2 separate regions of the Danio rerio genome follow, and region 2 is linked to region 1. Evidence: chromatin contacts called from public Micro-C data. All regions are on one chromosome and are shown on one strand. Each heading gives the region's core, a stretch centred on a gene start, on an enhancer-like site or on the middle of the called end of the contact. The rest is flanking DNA. Distances are from core to core; before and after follow the strand shown. Region 1 overlaps tiam2a (TIAM Rac1 associated GEF 2a). Region 2 overlaps tiam2a (TIAM Rac1 associated GEF 2a).

What was found. Hi-C and Micro-C count contacts between places; a contact is called where the count stands out from the background.
Region 2: a contact with region 1 is called in a Micro-C map of caudal fin, with 5 times the contacts expected there. The contact joins two enhancer-like sites. A contact is called at or near these places in 3 of 18 Hi-C or Micro-C datasets (caudal fin, embryo and an unstated tissue) and 1 of 4 datasets of contacts at active chromatin or transcription factors (caudal fin).

What each region holds. Positions count from the first base shown.
Region 1 is chr17:55,089,674-55,092,899 of GRCz12tu, reverse strand. All of the region lies in intron 1 of tiam2a (TIAM Rac1 associated GEF 2a), which reads right to left. All of the region lies in intron 2 of LOC141378395 (a long non-coding RNA gene), which reads left to right. Among named protein-coding and RNA genes, the nearest start is that of tiam2a, 6.1 kb to the right of the region's middle. Within about 2 kb of position 1,634, at least 13 of the 62 cell types and tissues checked have an H3K27ac peak or open chromatin away from gene starts, as enhancers often do. A contact at or near this core is called in caudal fin, where this site is marked.
Region 2 is chr17:55,196,915-55,200,140 of GRCz12tu, reverse strand. It overlaps tiam2a (TIAM Rac1 associated GEF 2a), which reads right to left. Exons shown (of 26, transcript XM_073927637.1): 9 at 1,638-1,805; 10 at 344-448; 11 at 181-259; 12 at 1-60. Among named protein-coding and RNA genes, the nearest start is that of tiam2a, 110 kb to the right of the region's middle. Within about 2 kb of position 1,755, at least 1 of the 62 cell types and tissues checked has an H3K27ac peak or open chromatin away from gene starts, as enhancers often do. A contact at or near this core is called in caudal fin, where this site is marked.

The sequences.
Region 1 (3,226 bases), core at 385-2,884:
ATAATTTAGGGGGGCTAATAATTATGACTTCCACTGTACATTGGAAGCTGCCAATAAAAAAATAAGCCTCTTTTTAATGAAAGTATTTAAATATATACTGTATATATTTCTGTAACCTATTTTTAAAAATGCTTTAAAAAGGTTTAGGCCATATTAGGCATAAATAAAAGAATTTGGACTGAAACAGGAAGCCCAAGGGCTAAAAAAAATAAACCACGTGCATCTGTTTTAAACAAACAGAGACCCCAGAGAGCGTCTTCAGAGGAAACAATAAGACTTTTGTCACCGAGCACAAAACCAGGTGTCAAAGCCTGAGGCGCTGCATTAGTCAGACTCCTGTGATGTACTCCAACAGTTGGTGTCCTATAAAACCGCCCAACTTCTCATCATGTCATCAAATGTTAAAGACGCAAATAAAAATGTAATAATAAAAAAAGGAAGTAAGTAAATTATCACAGCAGAGATGGTCAAAATCCTGAACAGACACGAGGATAGGCGAGCGGAAGAGGATTAAAACAAATATAAAAAAAAGAAATACAAACAACAATTAGAAACTTGAGTAAAAATACAATTTTAACATTGTTTTAAGTCGTAAGTCGATTAAAGTCGATTTACTCCAAAGATGGTGATCATTTTTAAACCAAGGGATAGTTCACAAAAGATCTACACTCTCAGAAATAAAGGTATGAGAGCTGTCACTGGGGTGGCACCTTTTCAAAAGGTACAAATTTGCATCTAAAAGGTCCATATTAATACCTCAAGGGTACATATTAGTACCTAAAAAGTACAAAAGTGTTCCTCCTGAAATTTTTAGGAACCAATATATACTTTTGAGGTACCAATATGGACCCTATAAGTACAAATGTGTACCTTTTGAAAAGGTGACAGCTTGCATAGCTTTATTTCTGAGTGTATAAACGTACATAACAGCAATGGTAAAAATATCAGATGATAATATTACTCACTCCATATCTAAAAAAAAAAACAAACAATCAAACTCACACAGGTGAGTGTGCTTGACAAACCACCTGTTGAAACACTCTTCTGTCTTTAAAATACAACAACAAAAGCCTCCCCCTCCTAACTCTAGCACTTAATTCTCTGAGGACAAACAGTTCCTTTGTATTATTAACACTTGCTGTGTATTGCCTCTTCTTGTTGAATCGCTGAATGCTTCCTCAGTCATAAGTCGATGTGGACAAAAGCATCTGTTGTGACTAAATGTGATGTTTTCCATGACCGTATCTATGAACCCTGTATATAAAATGAGCTGACTCAACACAATTTTTTTATTTTTGGGGGACTACTTAACGGTTCAATGTTCAATCCACTTCAATTTGTAAAAACGAAGATGTTCATTTAATCAGTTTGTCTTGGAAGAACATCAAGGAATTGTGTGGAAGCCAGCTTTTTTTTTAGCGTTTGTAAAGCTGAAGTTAAATTTTGAGTCAAGCAAAACAATAGCAGGTACTTTTCAGAACAGAAAATGAAGTGTTTCTGCCTTCAGTGTAATAATAAGTGTGTAAAGGACCAGAATTGGGAAGCACAGAAGTACACGCTCCTTAAAAAAACTCCATGGTGTTTGAAAGTGAAGTCTGACCTCTACTGGTTATATTCTGCATCTGCTAGATTCTAAACTAAAGCCATAGATTGAGAAGTAATTTAGCTCTGATTGAAGTTAAGGGTGCAGTGAAACAGACAAATATTGAAGCAAGTTAAAGACAGATTTGTTGTTATTATTATTTAAAATCATGAATATCAGTCTGGTCATTAACATGACCTGAGCTCGTCATCTCTGCAGTGTTTCTACAGCTTAGATGTGACATAAGGAAGACTACTAACACTTTTTAAAGTATTGAAGGTTGTTAATATTAGTTATCACACGGCTTCGTATCACCTTGACTGTCAGTGAATACGTTCAAGCATACTTACATCCACATGTGTCTGCTTGTCTGTCACGCGGCGGTTTAGATTGTTTTGGCGCCATCTTGTGAACGAGTAAAGCTTAAGGTTAACGTTAGTCGGTTCTTTATTCAGCCAGTTTTGGTTTTGTCAGGTTGGTGTTTTTTTTATTTTAAGACCATTTTAATGTACTTTGTTTCTAACCTAGCAAATGTAATAGAGAAAAAAGGCTAAAAATTTTTTTTGTAAAATACCTAACATGAGATAAAGAACTGTATTTTGTTGTAAAGTCTTATTTTCTCTCGCCCTCATTTGTCAAGACGCATCTTTTGAAAGTATATGCTTTCTTAAAAATTACAAAAACCAAGACAATTAAAATAAAAAGTACAATTCAATTTAGTCATTTAGCTAAATGACTAAATTTAATCTAAAGTGTGAAATTAAAACCGTGACTTCAAATTGCGCACAAATGGTCAGATAGCCCTGCTGAAAAATCCAGCTGAAACCCGCCTAAGCTGGTTGGCTGGTATTAGTTGGTTGACCAGGCTGGTTTTAGAGGGGTTTTGGCCATTTCCAGGCTGAATTCCAACAATTTCCAGCCTGGTCTTAGCTGTTCAGGCTAGGAGATGACCAGCTAAAACCAGCTTGACCAGCCCGGGAGCCCAGCCAAAACCAGCTGTGTCCAGCTTAAACCAGGCTGGCCAAGCTGGTTTTAGTTGGTCATTTTACGTCATACATCAAAAATGTTGTTGTTATTATTTTATTTTGTTTTTTATATAACTGCTGCTGTCACTGACTATTTAGTTCGGTAAAATGTTTTACATGTAAAAAAAAAAAAATATATATATATATATATATATATATATATATATATATATATATAAAAATAAAAATATATATAAAGATAACATCTGATTATGCACGTAGAGTTGAAGTCAGAATTATTTGCCCCCTTTTGATTTTTTTTTCTTTTTTAAACATTTCCAAAATGATGTTTGACAGAGCAAGGAAATTTTCACAGTATGTCTGATAATATTTTTTCTTCTAGAAAAAGTCTTTTGTTTTGTAGCAGTTTTGAATTTTTTAAAAACTATTTTTAGGACAAAATTATTAGCCCCTTTAAGCTAATTTTTTTCTCGATAGTCTACAGAACAAACCATCATTATAGACTAACTTGCCTAATTACCCTAACCTGCCTAGTTCACCTTATTAACCTAGTTAAGCCTTTAAATGTCACTTTAAGCTGTATAGAAGTGTCTTGAAGAATATCTAGTCAAATATTATTTACTGTCATGGCAAAGATAAAATAAATCAGATATTAGAA
Region 2 (3,226 bases), core at 506-3,005, 110 kb before region 1:
CTTCGCTGACAATGATATGGCTGTTTTTGAGGCTGTCTACATAGCCTGTAACAGCAAAGCCTTGAGGAGAAAAAAAAAAAAGAAAAGAAGTGAGAAACAGCGCGCAGTGTGAAGAGCAATCAGCCCCCAAGAGCTTTCAAAACAGCCATTAAACTTACAACACAACAGTGACCTGCTTACCAAAGTCTCCAGTTAGACTGGGTCTAGACATGTGCAGAGTGTAGACTTGCAGCTGGCTAACTTCCAATTCGTCATATGGCTAGGGTGAGAAAGACGTTACCAGTGCTCGGTTATGCAGTTCACCCTATGTCAATATATAGCTTTGACATTCTCGGTATCTTACCAAGCCTTGCAGAAGCTCATGAGCTGATGGTGTTGAGATCTCCATCTTGTCTCCTGTGAATCTTCTCAGCCTCAAACAGTGTGTGCTGGGGTCCAGGCCCACGAGCTACAAGAGGGAAATCTATCTTAAGATGTGATTCTTTTAACAGTAGGGCTGGCCGATAAAATTGGTATCTATATTTATCTACGAACACCACTGCCAAAAACGATTTAAAAAAAAAAGTTTGGTATGACGTGCTATAGTTTTATTAAAATGTGGCTCCTGAGTGTGCAAGGATCCTAAAAATGGCCCTGAAGGTTTATGGAATCCTAAATGGATGAGTGAATAAACCTGCATAAACCTGTGTCACACAATTACATTATTTCAAATAAACGCAGCTCTTTTGAATTTACTGTTCATTAGATCGATAGATAGATCACAATACAAGAATGAGCAGATCCAAATTAATATGTTGTGGAGAAACATTAAATTAAATTTAAGTAAACAGGAAAAAACTCACCAAAATATTGTCTATATTCACTCAGAAACATAAAAATATCCATTATCATAAGGACTGTACTGTAGACAGATGGATGGATGATAGATAGACAGAGGGACAGACGGATAGAAGGACAGACAGACAGACAGACAGACAGACAGACAGACAGACAGACAGACAGATAGATAGATAGATAGATAGATAGATAGATAGATAGATAGATAGATAGATAGATAGATAGATAGATAGATAGATAGATAGATAGATAGATAGATAGATAGATAGATGAACAGAGGAATAGACAGACAGACAGACAGACAGACAGACAGACAGACAGACAGACAGACAGACAGACAGACAGACAGACAGACAGATAGATAGATAGATAGATAGATAGATAGATAGATAGATAGATAGATAGATAGATAGATAGATAGATAGATAGATAGACAGATGGACAGATGAACAGAGGAATAGACAGACAGACAGACAGACAGACAGACAGACAGACAGACAGACAGACAGACAGACAGACAGACAGACAGACAGACAGACAGACAGACAGACAGACAGACAGACAGACAGACAGACAGATAGATAGATAGATAGATAGATAGATAGATAGATAGATAGATAGATAGATAGATAGATAGATAGATAGATAGATAGATAGATAGATGCTAAAAGACTGTCATTCTGTCACATTTCAGAAACAGCAGGTACCGGTAAATTAAAAAGGATTTGTTGGTAAATCAAAGTATTTAATCTAAATATTATGATGACTTTATAAAAAAGGTAGATTTTTGGATGCCTTACCATGCAGGTCTCAGCCAACACATCCATGACAGTGTGATGACTTTTCAGGAGAACAGTAACAGTCTGGCAGTTTGGCATGTAGATGCATGTTGTGCTTTCTCGACTGCAATCCCACTGGCTGCCTTCAGGTGGCACAATTGAGTAAACATTCGTCAAACTGCCTAACCGCTGGGAAAGAGAAGAGCATGAGCATTCATTAAAACAAAGATGAAACATGACTTAGGTCAAAGACTTGTCACTATTAAAATATTATTATTATTATTATTTCATAAAAAGTAAAGCTAAAACTAAAGAATACGAGTTGTTTCCTGACCCACAACATAACATTTAGTGGAATTCTACTAGTTTAAGGATGTGATGCTCAAAAAGAAACACACAAGTTCTTTTTCAGTGGAGATTAAGTCTCTGGTTTTGGAAGCAGATATGCCTATTCACTTTCACAGACCACACAAAACAATCATGTCTCAGATCTAAAGGTAAAGACAAGAGGTTCTATATACCTTCTGATACCAAATGATCAACTAGAGGTCAAATTATTATTTGTTGTTCCTAAAACTTGGACAGGTGACAAGACTTTGTCAGATAGTGTACAGTTAACCCCAAAATTATTCATACCCCTGGCAAATTCTGACTTAGGGCCCTATCATACACCTGGCGCAGTGTGGCACAAGGCGTGGCGCAGTAGACTTTTGGTAGTTTCAGCTTGGCACAAGAGTGGTTTTGAGGCGTTGCGCTACGCTGTTTAAATAGCAAATGCATTAGCGTTCATTTGTGCGCCCATAGGCGTTCTGGTCTAAAAAGGGAGGCGTTCTGAGGCGGACCGCTGGCGCGTTGCTATTTTGTAAAACTATAATAGATTTAACATTAGACCAAAACAAACCCGGTCTAAACTCCCTCACTTACACACTGCTTAATACGCACAAGAGAGCAATAGGCAAATATCTTTACATATGAAAAAATGTAAATATTAAGGATATATATAGGATATAATAAGAATAGATATAGGATATAAATATGAAGGATTAAAATATTACAAAACATATTATTTTCTAGCCTACATAAATATGAAAAATCACTGCTTATATGTCTTCTTCATCTCGGGAGGCTTTTTCAGTTCATTCATTACAATTTGCTTTTGTATAATGTTATTATTATTAGCAGGATTATTTATTATATCCATATTTATATTTGTTTTATTAAAAACAAGCTTAGATTTGCCCACCTGTCAGGTTTTAGACCATATGGGGCATGGCAGGTGTATTTGAAAATAACTCAGTATTTTGATCACACTTGGTCATTATTGTTCATTTATTCGTTTGCTGGAAATTAGAACTGAATTTAGAAATAGTTTTGAAACAAATATTTGCGCTTAACAAACGAAATTAATTATTTATAGACTAATTGATGTCTGTGCGTAAAGGTTTCCCTATCTAAGAGCGAATGTGAAAGTAGATCCATTATCTGTCATTCTCACGCAGTAGCTGCTCTGTTTAACATCTTTCTGTTAAAAAACTGTTAACTGTTTGCTTGTGAAATGCTCATTTTTTCCACTTAGACTTACTTTGCGTCCTGTAAATAGCGAATGCGCT